2 separate regions of the Mus musculus genome follow, and region 2 is linked to region 1. The links are chromatin contacts, called in public Hi-C maps. All regions are on one chromosome and are shown on one strand. The core of a region is the stretch at or near the end of the contact, and the rest is flanking DNA. Distances in the headings are between cores, read along the strand shown. Region 1 holds the start of Mrm1 (mitochondrial rRNA methyltransferase 1). Region 2 has its middle 23 kb from the start of Gm38934.

What was found. Hi-C and Micro-C count contacts between places; a contact is called where the count stands out from the background.
Region 2: a Hi-C map of embryonic stem cells shows a contact between it and region 1, with 3 times the contacts expected there. The contact joins the enhancer-like site here to the promoter of Mrm1 in region 1. A contact is called at or near these places in 7 of 39 promoter capture datasets (the 3T3-L1 cell line, the HPC-7 cell line, the SN4741 cell line and 4 more), 1 of 15 datasets of contacts at CTCF or cohesin (embryonic stem cells), 11 of 484 Hi-C or Micro-C datasets (the C2C12 cell line, the N1E-115 cell line, cortical neurons and 6 more), 4 of 115 datasets of contacts at active chromatin or transcription factors (astrocytes, forebrain, microglia and 1 more) and 1 of 9 other capture datasets (embryonic stem cells).

What each region holds. Positions count from the first base shown.
Region 1 is chr11:84,816,515-84,823,393 of GRCm38.p6, reverse strand. It overlaps Mrm1 (mitochondrial rRNA methyltransferase 1), which reads left to right and starts at 3,879. Exons shown (of 5, transcript NM_145433.1): 1 at 3,879-4,557; 2 at 4,701-4,794. The coding sequence starts at 4,022. Dhrs11 (dehydrogenase/reductase (SDR family) member 11) reads left to right here. Exons shown (of 7, transcript NM_177564.5): 3 at 228-322; 4 at 954-1,083; 5 at 1,637-1,729; 6 at 1,926-1,991; 7 at 2,093-2,666. The coding sequence ends at 2,134.
Region 2 is chr11:83,784,760-83,791,638 of GRCm38.p6, reverse strand. No RefSeq gene overlaps it. Among named protein-coding and RNA genes, the nearest start is that of Gm38934, 23 kb to the left of the region's middle. Within about 2 kb of position 4,323, at least 29 of the 459 cell types and tissues checked have an H3K27ac peak or open chromatin away from gene starts, as enhancers often do. A contact at or near this core is called in the N1E-115 cell line and embryonic stem cells, where this site is marked.

The DNA.
Region 1 (6,879 bases), core at 2,630-5,129:
TCCTGAGGGAGAGAGGTCTGACTGTGGCAGAGATGGCTGGCAGTGTCCTGGGCTCGGGTGGGAGGCTCATTCCTCATGCCTCTGCTGTCAGCTGGAGGAGGCAGCTGTGAGGCGCGGGGCATCCACAGAGAAGGCACCCCCACCCCCGGACCCCCATGCCCCACGGCTCTAACACCTGCTCACTGGGCCCAAACTGGAGCCCCTCTCTTGCCTTCCCTGGCCCGCAGGTGAATGTGCTGGCCCTCAGCATCTGCACTCGGGAGGCTTATCAGTCCATGAAGGAGCGGAACATAGACGACGGGCACATCATTAACATCAACAGGTGAGGCCGGGCAGCAGCAGAGGCTCAGGCTTTGGGACACCCTTCCGATAGGGATCTCTCTGCTGAAGCTCATTCGACCTCTAGACAGCAGTCTCTTCAGTAGTGAAAGAGGGATTTAGTATCCAAACGGCATGATTCTGAGGAAGGGGAATGCCCACTTCTGGTTGTCTATAGAGCAGGCAGCTCAGCCCCTGCCGTCCATAGCCAGTGCCTGAGAACTCTCCCAGGACTGAGAGCCTCTGTGCCTCTTCCTCAGGCCCTGGGATCAATCTGCCTTGTGGTACTAAGAGACTGCACAGGCTCTACCATAGGAGTGCTCACTGTCTGATGGGGGCATGGCCCGCAGCAGCCCTAGGGATCTCCCAGGGGACACATATCAGTAAGCACACAGACAACACTGTGAGGCCGGCTGACTGCAGGAGTGGGTGTGGAGTCCACAGAAGGACAGCTTCCAGGCCAAGCAGGTTTCAGGAGCTGTGCAGACAACAGAGACTAGATGTATTCAGTGGACTGTAGGGTAGTCATCAGGGTTCCCTCCGACAAGGTTTCCAGCAGACCAGGATAATGGGAGCACTGCCCGTGCCTGTGGAACTTCACTCTCTCCTCTCTCCCTTCCCCTTCTTCCACCCAGCATGTGTGGCCACCGAGTCCCACCCCAGTCTGTGATCCATTTCTATAGTGCGACTAAGTATGCCGTCACTGCACTGACAGAGGGACTCAGGCAAGAGCTTCTGGAGGCCCAGACCCATATCCGGGCCACGGTGAGGCTGTGGTCTAGCCCTGGTGGGAATGGCGTGGGCCCAGCCCTCCTGCCTGCGAGTGCCCAGGGAGACTTGCTGAGAGACTCTGCGCTCAACAGTGAAAAAGTCCTGGGCGCTGCTGCTCATTACAGGGACTGTCACCTCAAAGCCAAGGGCCGGACTTACGATTTGAGGGGGAGAGGGACTAAGGGAAATCACACAGTGACTGTGATACCAGCACTCTTGGCTCTTCCCTAGAAAACCACAGGACTCTGGGTAAATCACTGAACCTCCCTAAGCCTCAGTCTTCACATCTGTGAAATGGAATGATGCTTTAAGGAACACTTTATAAAGCATTAATGAAACATAGAGGAAGGGCTCCCTCCATGCGTAGTGCAGGGTCTTGTGAGAGTTGCCAGTTGGAACTCTCAGTGGTGACTTTGGAAGGAGGAGGATAGTTGAGGACATGAGGCAGATGTCACTGTGAAGCAGGAGCCCTGTGGCCTTGATCCTTTCCCCTCAACCTCCTCAAGGCCTATAAAGCCCAGGCTGAGCAGGACCTCTGTTGGCCCAGTGTATCTCTCCAGGCTTGGTAGAGACACAGTTCGCCTTCAAACTCCATGACAAGGACCCGGGGGAAGCAGCTGCCACCTATGAACACATAAAGGTGGGTCTCCTTCTGGGCCTATGAAAGCCACTCAGTCCTTAAGTTCCCTCAAACTGTACCCTCTGCTGTGCTTGTCACTCCTGGAGGGCTGGGATGGGAATGCAGATGGATGTTAGAGTCCCTCAGAGGCGGGGAAGGAACTTAGGTCAGGGTCAGGTCTACTCTTGTCTCAACAACCCCCCACCCCTGCTTTCAGTGTCTCAGACCAGAGGACGTGGCTGAGGCTGTCATCTACGTTCTTAGCACACCCCCACATGTTCAGGTAAGTATGGTCTTGGCTGCCTACCCACTAGCAAGAGCTTAACCGTGCCCAGCAGGGAGTATCTAAGCAGGTGGCTGCCTCAAACCCTCCGCTCTCCACAGGTTGGTGACATCCAGATGAGGCCCACAGAGCAGGTGACCTAGTGTTCTGTGGGGAGATCCTACCTTCTCCACCCTTCACGGCTCGCCTCCTGCCTCTGGATTTTAGGTGTTGATTTCTGGACTCTGCAGCTTACTTTCTATGTCCACCCCACTAAGGGATAGACAGCTTGTCAGACTATTCCCATTACAAATGTGAAAAACTGGGCCGGGAAGAGAAGACAGAATCTCGACTGTTCTATCTAACTTCTTCTGAGTCCTCTTGGGGCTCCGTAACCTTTGCTCTCCTGTGCCTCTTCCTTTTGACCTAGGAAAGGGATGTACCTAGAAGGGGCATTGCTCTATCCTCTTACACCCTACCCCCCACCCCTTAGGGTTGGAGCAGCAGAGACCTCATCTTTTACCTGTGTGGTTGTCCAGGGTTCCAGGTTCCCTTCCCAACCCTCCTGCCTCCCCCCCCCCCAGCTCTCCAGCCAAGTTTTGGCCCTCACCCTGGGGTCCTTACCACGGCTACAGAGTATCAGGGTCTGTCTCCTACTACATTTCACTGTAACAATTAAAGAGAGAGATTACAACCTACTCTACCTTCAGAAGTATCTTTCAGTTTTTTCCCCCCTTCCTGGTGATCAGTGTGGTTGGTGTCTCAGAATTCCTTCCAGGTAGCTAGGAAGGTGGGTAGATTCGGAACATCACTTCTGGAGTGGGCACAGGAGATGGTTAGTTCCAGGCCAGCCATAGGAGCCAAGGATACAAATGTCCCCAAAATACATAATTAAGTACATCCACTGCTGCTCTAGAGGACCCATGTTGATTCCAGTCCCAGGGAGTCCTACATCCTCCTCTCTCTCGCTGGGCCACCAGGCACACATGTGGTGCACAGCCACACGGACAAACAATATGCCCGCACATGTGAAAGAATTTTGAAAAATAAGTTGGAGCCAGGTATACTAATACTATTGCACACCTTTAATCCCAACATTTGAGAAGCAGAAGCAGGGAGACCTCTGTGGATTTGAGGCCAGCCTGGGCTACACAACGAGTTTCAGGCCATCCATGAGGGCTGCTTAGTGAGACATTGATTTTAAAAAAGAGGGGGTGGGGGCTGGAGAAATGGCTCAAATGTTAAGAGCACTGGCTGCTCTTCCAGAGAACCCTGGTACAATTCCCAGCACCCACAACTGTAACTTCAGTTCTTGGGGATCCAACACCTTCATAGATGTACATGCAGGCAAAACAACAATGCACATTAAAAAAAAAAAGGAATCATTAGGAAAAGGGAAAAGGTTTAAAAAGATATTTTAAAAGACTAGGCTGAAAAGAGCCAGTCTGGGCAGTGAGCAAGGAAGTCGTAGAATTACCATGGGCCAAGGGCATCGGCTGCTTGTCAGCAGAAATACCGTAGGCTCGTTGGGGCTTTCGGGAGATGGGAAATATTCTAGGGGTTCTGCTGGCTGGTGCTGAGGGTCTGACAGGATATGCTTCTGGGAGAAAGTCCCAACTATGACATTGTGCCAGGATGTAGGATGGCTCCAAGACTGAGGATTGAACAGATGGCCAAACCACTGACATGCGGTGGTCTTTGAGGACGAGCAGGTGAACGCCTTCTAACTTCTTCCTTCACCCGGGAGCAGTCCAAGGTTAGCTCAGCACCAGCACAGCCTCTAGGCTCGCCTGCGTCAGCGGAGGCAGTGCGACTCACTCCTGTAGGGGGTGCAGTGGAGACGTGGTTGCCGCCAAGCGCACATGTGCGTCATCGGACAGGGGGCTGGGCCTCCAGAACCCGGAAGCTGGGGACCCACGTGGGAGGCTGGGAGGTGACTGTCTTGGCTCGAGGGTCAGGTTGTGGGCAGTCCTTGTGAGGGGACGAAGTGTGGGAGGTCAACGGGTCCTCCCCAGCTGTCTGTCAGTGGAGTCTCGGGCGCTGCTGGAGCAATGCGGCGACTCTGGACGGTCGGGTGCTTCAGTCGCCTGATTGCCCGCCATTTCTCCTCGGTGGCTCGGCGCGGGGAACGGCCTGGCGGGGAGGAGCTGAGTCGCTTGCTTCTGGATGACCTGGCGCCGGCCCAGCGGCTGGAACGTCTATTTGGCTTGTCCCCATGCCTCCTGGCCTTGCGGGCTGCCCGTCGGCGCGTGGCCCGGCTCCTGCTCCAGGCCGGTAAGGCTGGGCTGCAGGGGGAGCGAGCCGAGCTGCTCCGGGTGGCCGAGGCTCGGGGCATCCCTGTCTTGAGGCCCAGGCGTCAGAAACTGGATGCCTTGTGCGGCTACCAAGTGCACCAGGGCGTGTGCATGGAGGTGAGCCCGCTGCGACCCCGGCCTTGCGATGAGGCGGCAGACACGAGCTCAGGCGACGACCCTCAGCAGCTGTGGCTCGTCCTTGAGGGGCTCCAGGATCCCCGCAATCTTGGGGCTGTGATGCGCTCCGCTCACTTCCTCGGCGTAGACAGAGTCATCACCAGCCAGAGAAACAGGCACGGACGTCCCTTAATTCAGTTTACGCCCAATCTGGAGGCGGAGCCAAGCTCCTAAGCACTGGGCGGGGAGCCCCGGGGTGTGTAGGGCGCGGGGCTAGAGATTTTCTGGTTTTAACACGGATCGTGGGGATCCTTTGCAGCTGTCCGCTTACTCCAGTAGTCAGCAAGGCCAGCGCTGGGGCTATGGAGGTGATGGACGTGTTCGCCACTCCTGACCTGCCCGGTTTTTTGCAGGTAAAATGGGGCGAGAGGGGAAGAAGAGGCGGAGGCGATGACTCTAGTTAGGGATGTTAAAGCTATCTCCAACGCAGTGGATTGGGGGAGGAGGAAGAGAAGGGACGTGGTGGCATTGATTCCTACGACCTTCTAAGTCCCACCAGGAAAGATCCCAGGGCCTTTTAAATAGAGCATCGTCTGAAGTTAGGGATTTCCTCGTCTCATTTACTACACGCCATGGCCACCTGTGTCGGCAAGTCAATGTCTGACAACCGTGGGACTTCAGCAGTACTCCAGGGAGCTGGTGGACTGGAGTCGTGGGTACCCGGAAGCTCAACTTCAAAGCGATTTAAACAAGGCTTTCCAAGGGGCGAGCTTTAGTGTTCTTTAGCTGTGTGTTTCCTAGCTAGACTCTAGGGGGCAGCATTGCCCCGCATTTGGCAGTCCCTCCACCCTCTATCCTTCCCCTGTCCCCACCCTCATCCCTCAGTGAGAAAATAACCTTGAAAAGAGGCTGAAGAAAGCTGCCTGATAAACTTATATTCAAGCCATATGTCTAATTTCAGATTTTTCCAGTAACCATGCAGGCGTGATGACACATATCTATAATTCCAGCTTTTAAGAGGTGGACACAGGAAGATCGTTTATTTCAAGTCCAGTCTGGGCTACCCAGTCTTAACAAAACAAGACAACAACAAATCTAGAAAACTAAAAAGAAACATGATTGTATCCAATATACCACAAGTATTATCATTAAAACATACATTTTAAATATTAGTGAAAAAAAAAATGAGACAGGTTATTGTGTGGCCCAGGCTGGCCTCAGATCCCTCAGAAATCCTCCTGTGTTAACCTCCTTAAGTTGTGTGCCATCATGCCCGGCTTAAATCCCGTTTTAAAATGCTTATACATAATACATCTCAATTTGGAATAGCCATATTTCAATCCTTAATAGTCACGTGTAGTAGGGCTGGAGAAATGGTGGAACAGTTAAGAGCACCGACTGCTCTCTCAGAGGATTCCCAGCACCCACGTGGTGGCTCACTGCCATCTATGACTCCAGTTCCAAGGGATCTGGTGCCCTCTTCTGGCCTCCCTAGGCATCGATCACATGTGGTGTGTACACTTACATGCAGTTTAACTCTCATGTAAAAAACAAAACAAAACAAGAAGACAAAGTTAAAATCTGTAGGAAGTGGCTTGGTGTGCTCTGAGATTTTCATATTGACCAGCACATGTCTAGAAGCATGTCTGGCTTCATCTCACAGGCAGCCCCCCTTCTGAGGAACTGTCCGAGACTGGTGGGAAGTGGAGTTCTCTCCTCACACCCCACACTCCCTGCCAGCATTGGGCCACAGAATTGTTTCCCCTGGTTACTGGGGAAGAGCTGGAGGCAGCAGCCAGCCCTGTGCCCCACCCACTGCCTACCAAAGCCTGCTCCATCGATACCAGCCCCACTGCAGCATGCCAAGAGTCTTCTGTGTTCATCTGACCTCATGTTAATCAGAACCTTCCCTTCGTACCCCATCAAAGCCCCGGACAGTCACAGTATCCTTCATGTTGCTTCAAAGGTCCATTCTTAGTTCTCAGGTACTTGACAGGTCTACAGCATCTAGCACATATGGTCATTCTGATTTTGTCTTGTTTTGTTTTTAATCACCTTTTTTTTCAGCAATCAAACTCAGCTTACACTAGGCAGACACATTGTCCGTGAGTCACAGCCTCACCCACTCCCCCTGGCCGTCCCTTTGCCTCTGCACTCTCCTGTAGGCATCTCCAGTGAATTCTCTTTGATCCCATGACCTCCAAACACTGTCATGTTCCAAGTCTCAGGCCTTGGATCTCTTTTGTGTAAATTGGCTTAATTTTTCCCCCCTAATCTAGTTGCCTAGCTTCATTTATTCCCTTGTATTGGCTTTTTGAGAAAAGGATCGGCTATGTAGCCAACCTCAGATTCATGATTCACAATCCTCCTGTTTCAGTGTCTCAAGTTCATATATATACATATATGTGTGTGTGTGTGTGTGTTGGGTATGTGTGCTACAGTGTGTGTGCATGTAGAGGTCAGAGAACAACTCTCTGGAGTTGGTTCTTTCTTGCCAT
Region 2 (6,879 bases), core at 3,074-5,573, 1.0 Mb after region 1:
GACATGGGTAGTGCAGTGAGACCCACCGGGCTCTGACCCTTCCCAGTAACTCAGCTCTTGCTCTTTTAAGATAATTACCTTTTCCTTATCACTTAGGAATTCAGAAAAACATTAGTGTAAGGGAAAAAATGCAGGGGCTGGTGCGTTGGCTCGGAGGTTAAGAAGCCTGAAATAAGTCACCACATAGAGTTCCAGGCCAGCCAAGGCTGTGTAGTGAGACCCTGTCTGGACAAACAGACAAACAAGAGCATCGGCTGCTCTTGCAGAGGATCCAGCTTCCACATGGTGGTTCACAGCCCAGGGGACCTGATGCCCTCTTCTGGCCTTCCTGGCCTCGCACATAGTACATAGATACACATTCAGAACACTCAGACATGTAAAAATTAAAAAGAAAAAAAAGACAAAATTACCCATTGTCTCAGCTTGCAGAAATAACCTTCTAATACAATGGAAAAAAAACTCTTTGCAAACTGTCAATTGTTGTTATAATATATATGTATATAAATGTGTGTATATACATTATTATATTACATTAATACACACACACACACACACACACACACACACATATATATATATATATATATATATATATATATATATATATATATATATATATTACTTTTTTCCTTAACACTATAGTCCAAGCATAGTCCCCCCTTTTTAAAGTTTATAAACGGCATCTCACTGAATAGTCCTGGAACCCTCTATGTAAATCAGGCTAGCCTTGAACTCACAGAGATCCTGCCTGCTCCTGCTTACAGAGTACTGGGATTAAAGGTGTGCACTATCATGCCTGGCAATTTAAAAATTTTCTATATCTAAACCATTCTCTAACATTGTTAAAGTAGAGAAACCTATATAAAGAGTTTAACCCAGCTGTTGGTCTGCCTTTGATTTCATCTTGTCAAACACAATGAAGTGTGTGTTCACCCACATGTCTTGGTCTCCATTCCTGGAGAAGGCTGGACAAAGTATTTCTGGGTTGGAGGCTTTTTTTTTTTTTTTAATTTATTTTTTTGCATTGGGATGCTGGCAGGCTTTTCTCAGAAGGATGGAACCTGAGTTTCTTCAGATCTAAAGGTCGTGGCAGGATACATTCTGTATGCACGTGGGGCTGGGGCTGGGGCTGGAAATGGCTCAGACTCCGAGGCTTTGGCCAGTCCATCACCTTCATCATTTCATGCTGACACAAAGCAAAACAACGCAACAACACAAAACCAACCTTCTCAGAAGTCCTATCCTGTCTCCTGTTACAGCTTGGAGAGTGTCTGTCATCAGGCACATTCTGGGAGACTTTCCCTTTATCTAAAGGGGTCAAGAGAGACTTCTGGAAAAGCACCTGTCATGGCCCAAGATGATTCTGGGTCAGCTGATTGAGGGAAGGTTTGGAAAAGCTTCCTGGCTTGGGGAAAAAGGTGGTGCCCACTATGCTACCTGCAGTCTACTTAGCATATCAGACCCCAAGCATCATGCCTGCCCTGTGTTACAGAGAGCACTATTACATAGGACACCAAGGGGGGGGGGGAGAAAGAGAGAGAGAGAGAGAGAGAGAGAGAGAGAGAGAGAGAGAGGCAGAGAGAGCAGAGAGAGCGAAACAGAGACACAGGGAGAGACAGAGTGTGTGTGTGTGAGAGAGAGAGAGAGAGAGAGAGAGAAAGAGAGAGGCAGAGAGAGCAGAGAGAGCGAAACAGACACAGGGAGAGACAGTGTGTGTGTGTGTGTGTGTGTGTGTGTGTGTGTGTGAGAGAGAGAGAGAGAGAGAGAGAGAGAGAGAGAGAGAGAGAGAGAGATGTTTGGAAAAGTTTGTGGGTAAACTGTGCCAAGCCTGATGACCTAAGTTAGATCCCTGGGATTCACAAGGTGGGAGAGAGCTATCCTCTATACATTGTCCTCTGACCTGTGCAAGCGTACTTTTAAGCTCTCCCTCCCCTAAGCAAAACTGATATTAACAAGCTCTATGCTTTAAGAAATAGCCCTGCCCCAAATCCCTGTAATTTACTCCCCATCCAAGCTCCATTCAAGCAGCAAGCAGCTGTGTCATCTGCTCTGCTTCCCAGCCCCACTTGAACCTGCGCTGCCTTCAATGCTAGCTAGCATAAGCTTCACTTAGACGCTTCAGGGAGCCAGCATCGGGCATTGACAGGAAGGCGCATGCGTCCCGACCGTGATCTGAGCATGTTACTCAGAAGTTTCGTAATCTGTGAGTCACAAAACAGGAAGGATAACATTTGCCTCACTGTTAAGTATTGTTCTCAGATGACACGATGCTAGCGAAACTGCCTCATGTATAGAAGATACTCAGGAAATGCATCAAGAATCGATGAGCCCCTCCCAGATGACTGGGGCTCGCGTTCCCTTGTCTCCAGCCCCTTACCACTCCCCTTTTCTATACTCTTGCCTTGCCATGCTTGTGAGGCAGGGCCAAAAGCTCAAGAGATTCTTCTGGTACCTTCTCTGGCACCTTACATACCGTTCTTGTTCAAAGCATTAAGCGTAACCAAGGGTGTTGCTTTTTTTTTTTTTTTTCTTTACATTCATTCCAGGGTGGAAGGTTGTCTCACTGCACGAGAGACATGTTATCCTACAGGTGTCACGACCACCCCCAAATCCAGCCTTTCAGACCAGAGCTCCCTGAACCCATGCCCCCTACAAGCTAAGGCTCAGAGAAGAGCGATGCTTCTCCACTTTGGGCTTCTTAGCCCTCCAGGGCACATTTTCCAAAGCATGAGATATGTTGGGTTGTCATAGTTAGGGGGATTCTTCCTGGCGTCTGGTTAAGTAAGGGGTTTGAGATGTTGACAAACATCCCACAGTGCACCTACAAGGAACCAGCCTGCCCGAGGAATTAACAGTGCCATGGTTGAAAACCTTGACTTAGAGGGGCCCTTCCATAAGGTCAGGGCAAAGCTCTGCTCACAGCCCTCCCCACCCATGGTTCCTAAACCCCTCCTCTTTATGGTGGGGGGACAAGGCCAGGAAGGCCCCACATCCCAGTTACCACGCTCAGCCTCCTCCTGTTTCCACCTGCTGTTCTGCTCTGTTACCTCCTGCCCCTCTAAGATAGCCTGTGTGTCCTACGTGCCACCTGCTGTACAGCTCTGTGGTCACCCCAAGGGTCACCCCCGCCTGCCTCTGCTCAAAGGTTGTCTTCCCAGGGAGAACTTCCTTCACACCTCGTGCCAAACTATAATCTGCCCAGAGCTTTCTGTCCGGCCATGATCTGTTTTTCCTTGCCTCTGGCCCCCGAGACCCCAGGTCACTGACGGTATTAGCTTACCGTCCTGATCAAGTGTGATATCTGCAGGACTTTTTTTTTCCTTGTTCCCTGATATTTTCTTCTGCTTGATTCTTTTTCTTTTCTTTTCTTTTTCTTTTTTATTTTTGAGACAGGGTTTCTCTGTGTAGCCCTGGCTGTCCTGAAACTCACTCTGTAGACCAGGCTGGCTTTGAACTCAGAAATCTGCCTGTCTTTGTCTCCTAAGTGCTGGAATTAAAGGCATGCACCACCACTGCCCTGCACTTGCCTGATTTTTATATATTATATCTTATATATTTGATAAATTCTCCAGATATCTTCTCCAGTGAATGGATGAATGAATAAATGAATGAAAATCCTACTGTTCCAGAGCTGTTCCGTTCTTATGAAGTCAAGCTGACCTGACACTTGTGTCATGTGAGTGCAGTTGCCCTCATAGACCAGAAGAGAGCGCTGGATCCCCTGGAGTGACAGGTGGCTGTGAGCCATTGGACGTGGGTCCTGGGAACCCAACTCAGGTACTTTCCCTTATTATCCCCAACACCTGTTCAGGCAAACACTTAAATGTTATTCTGAGCATCTCATGTAAATGAAAACCTACAGTATACGTGGCTGTCTTCTTTGACTTAGCATAGCATTTAATGGCTCACCCACGATATGGAGTATATTGATATTTCACCTTTTCTACAGCCCAATATTATTCCACCGAGTAGACACACATCATGCCGTTCTCTGGTCGCCAGCAGAGCCGCCGTTGCTAGTTAGGGGCTATCCCGAATGCTGCAGCTGTGGGCACTGCTGTACTTGGTCACATCATTTGTTTGGGGTGTCACCTGGAGTTGCTGAGTCATGTGGTGACTGTGTGGAAATTTTGGAGGGACTGCCTGCTGCGCTTTCTTCCTGGCTTTGTGGATTCACACCCAGCATTGTCTTTCCTCGAGTTATGCCGAGCTTCTTCGGTCCATGCTACCTGACCTCCTCTGCATGGCATACCTGGGAGGCTCCTGTGCCTCCTGAGGGGCACCCTCTATGGCCAACACCTCAGTCACAAGGAAGGGAGTTTCAATATCCCAGGGCTCAGGTTACACGGGCAGCAACTACAATGAAGCCTCGAGTGAGAACCCTCAGCTCCTCCCTTCTGTTCGTGCTCCATCTGCTACCTGAGTGCTCCCTAAAGCAAATCTATTTTGCTTTAGGGATACCTACAAGTCTAGTAAGCCTACCGACACTGCCCATGACCTCTCTATGGGCTCACCATGCTGAGCGTCACAAGCTAACCCACCAGAGGCCATCCGCTTGGCTAAACCTCCCTGCCTTGGGTTAGGCCACTCCCTCCTCAAATGTGATTTCCTCCCTTTCCTAGTCAGGAAGAACAGCCTGACTGGCTTTCCTCTTGTGCTGGCCTGGGTCCAGCCCTCACCACCCTCATCTGGGAGTGCCTCTTGGCTTGAACTGGCTTAGCGTTCACCTTTGAATCTGAGTGATAGCCATGTGTGGAATTTCAAATGTGGTAAAAGCAAAAATAAAGTCCCAAGCTTGGAAAGAGCGTTCTTTATATGTTAATTTCCCCCACATCTGGGTTTCACATATGTACAGTAGCAAAGCCATGTAGGAGACAGTATAAGATAGAGAAGCCTCCAAGACCTGAATTCCATTCCCGCTGTCCCCTTGGTGAGCTTGGTCATGAGGGCTACCATCTCCCCTCCGAGGCCTCGGTGCTCGTCGATACGAGGGGGTGTTGTATTCCTTTCCAATTCACTCAACAGACTCTTGCCAGGACCTGTTCAGGCGAGGAAAGGCCAACAAGACAGGAAGTGACTTATATCCAGCAGGGAGGGCCACAGATAAGCAGGCAGGTGACCATAAAAGAGTGGTAAAGCGTGTTCTGAAAGATGGGGCTAGCAAGGAGAGTACGTTTTCCCTCCATCGGGAGTTTTCAAGCCAGTACTGAGCATCCAGTGGTAACTACCCCAGCAAATGGGGCCAAGCAGAAAAGGGTCCAGGAAGAAAAGCCTGCAACCTAGGAACAAGGGACATCCCGGAGACGGAAGGATGGTGTGAATACCACGGACAATCGCTGAAGCTCTTAGGGCTTCCCTTCCATGTCAACCTCAGTTCATGTGCTGAGAGATCCAAATGCCTACTGAAGAGTTACGTGCTGGGTGTGGACCTGTGATCCCAATACTGTGGAGGCTAAGGCAGGACGGTTGAGAACGGAACTCCAGCCCGTGCATTTGGTGACAGCTCATCTCAAAACAAAACCTACCCCCTAAAAACAAACAAAAAACAAGAGACACAAATAATGGAGCTAGAGAGGAGGCTCAGCAGTTAAGAGCATTTGCTGTTCTTACAGAGAACCTGGGCTTGGTTTCCAGCACCCACATCAGATAGGTCCCAATGCTCTCCCCAGTTTCAGGGGATCCAAGACCCTCTTCTGGCCTCGGGTATCTGCACACATGTGCACACACAAGCAGGCAGATATATACTGATTTTCCAGGACAAAGACTACATCAGGGGTTCATAAATTCTCCAGAAGGTTCTGCAACACACTAACCAACCCTTGTGGCGTGTTCTGAAGTCTGAGACGTCGCTGTAAGTAGAAACAGTAATACAACTATTATAAAACTCCCAAAGGCAACACACCTCAGACCACTCAACTCAGAATCTGTGAACTGCCATAAGTCATTGAAGTTGTCCCAGGTGACTTCAACGTTAAGCCTGCTCCTCACCCTTGTTTCTAATGAGAACTGGATACCCACCCCCACCCGACTCCACTCCACCCTACTCATGTCCAGTCTAAATGACTTTGTGATCTCTGTCTCCACCTGCTGGCCATTATACCAAACTGCAGGAGTTCAACTGTGCTATCTGTAGATCCAAGACCTTGCAACTTTTTAAAAAAGTTTGCTAAATGGATAAAAAAAAGAATCAATGAGATGAAAATATTAAGTAGTTAGAGCATGTAAAAATAATATTTTGCTGGAGAGATGGCTCAGTGGGTAAAAGCACTGACTGCTCTTTCAAAGGTCCCAAGTTCAAATCCAAGCAACCACATGGTGGCTCACAACCATCCATATGAGATCTGACACCCTCTTCTGGTGTGTCCGAGGACAGCTACAGTGTACGTACATATAGCAATAAGCAAATCTTTTTTTTTTTTTTTTTTAAAAATCATATCCTTTCCTATGACGAGGTTGTCTAAGAGTCTTACATACATTAGGATAAAGCGTGTGAGAGCCTGGGGAGTATTTGCAAAGTAAAACACAGCCAGTATTACCTACTGCTGTTAACTAAGCATAAGTTATAACCCCTGTTTTGTACCAGTGATTCATTGTCAAGGAATTGTTTTAACTTAGTCAAGTCAAAGTATATTTAGTCCTATTTTCCTGATGTTGACTATGGGTACTTAGTGGTGAGGGTTAGTGGGAAATACAGGCCTTTAGGCAGGAAGAGATAGCTTAGTGGTTAAAAGCACTTGTTGCTCTTACAGAGGACCCAAGTTTAGTCCATACAAAGCAGCTTGCAACCCCTTGTAACTTCTGCTCCAGGGGGAAGAAATCTGATGCCCTCTTCTGGCCTCTACAGGTACGGCAAAACTGGTCACAGGCATAGATAGGCCG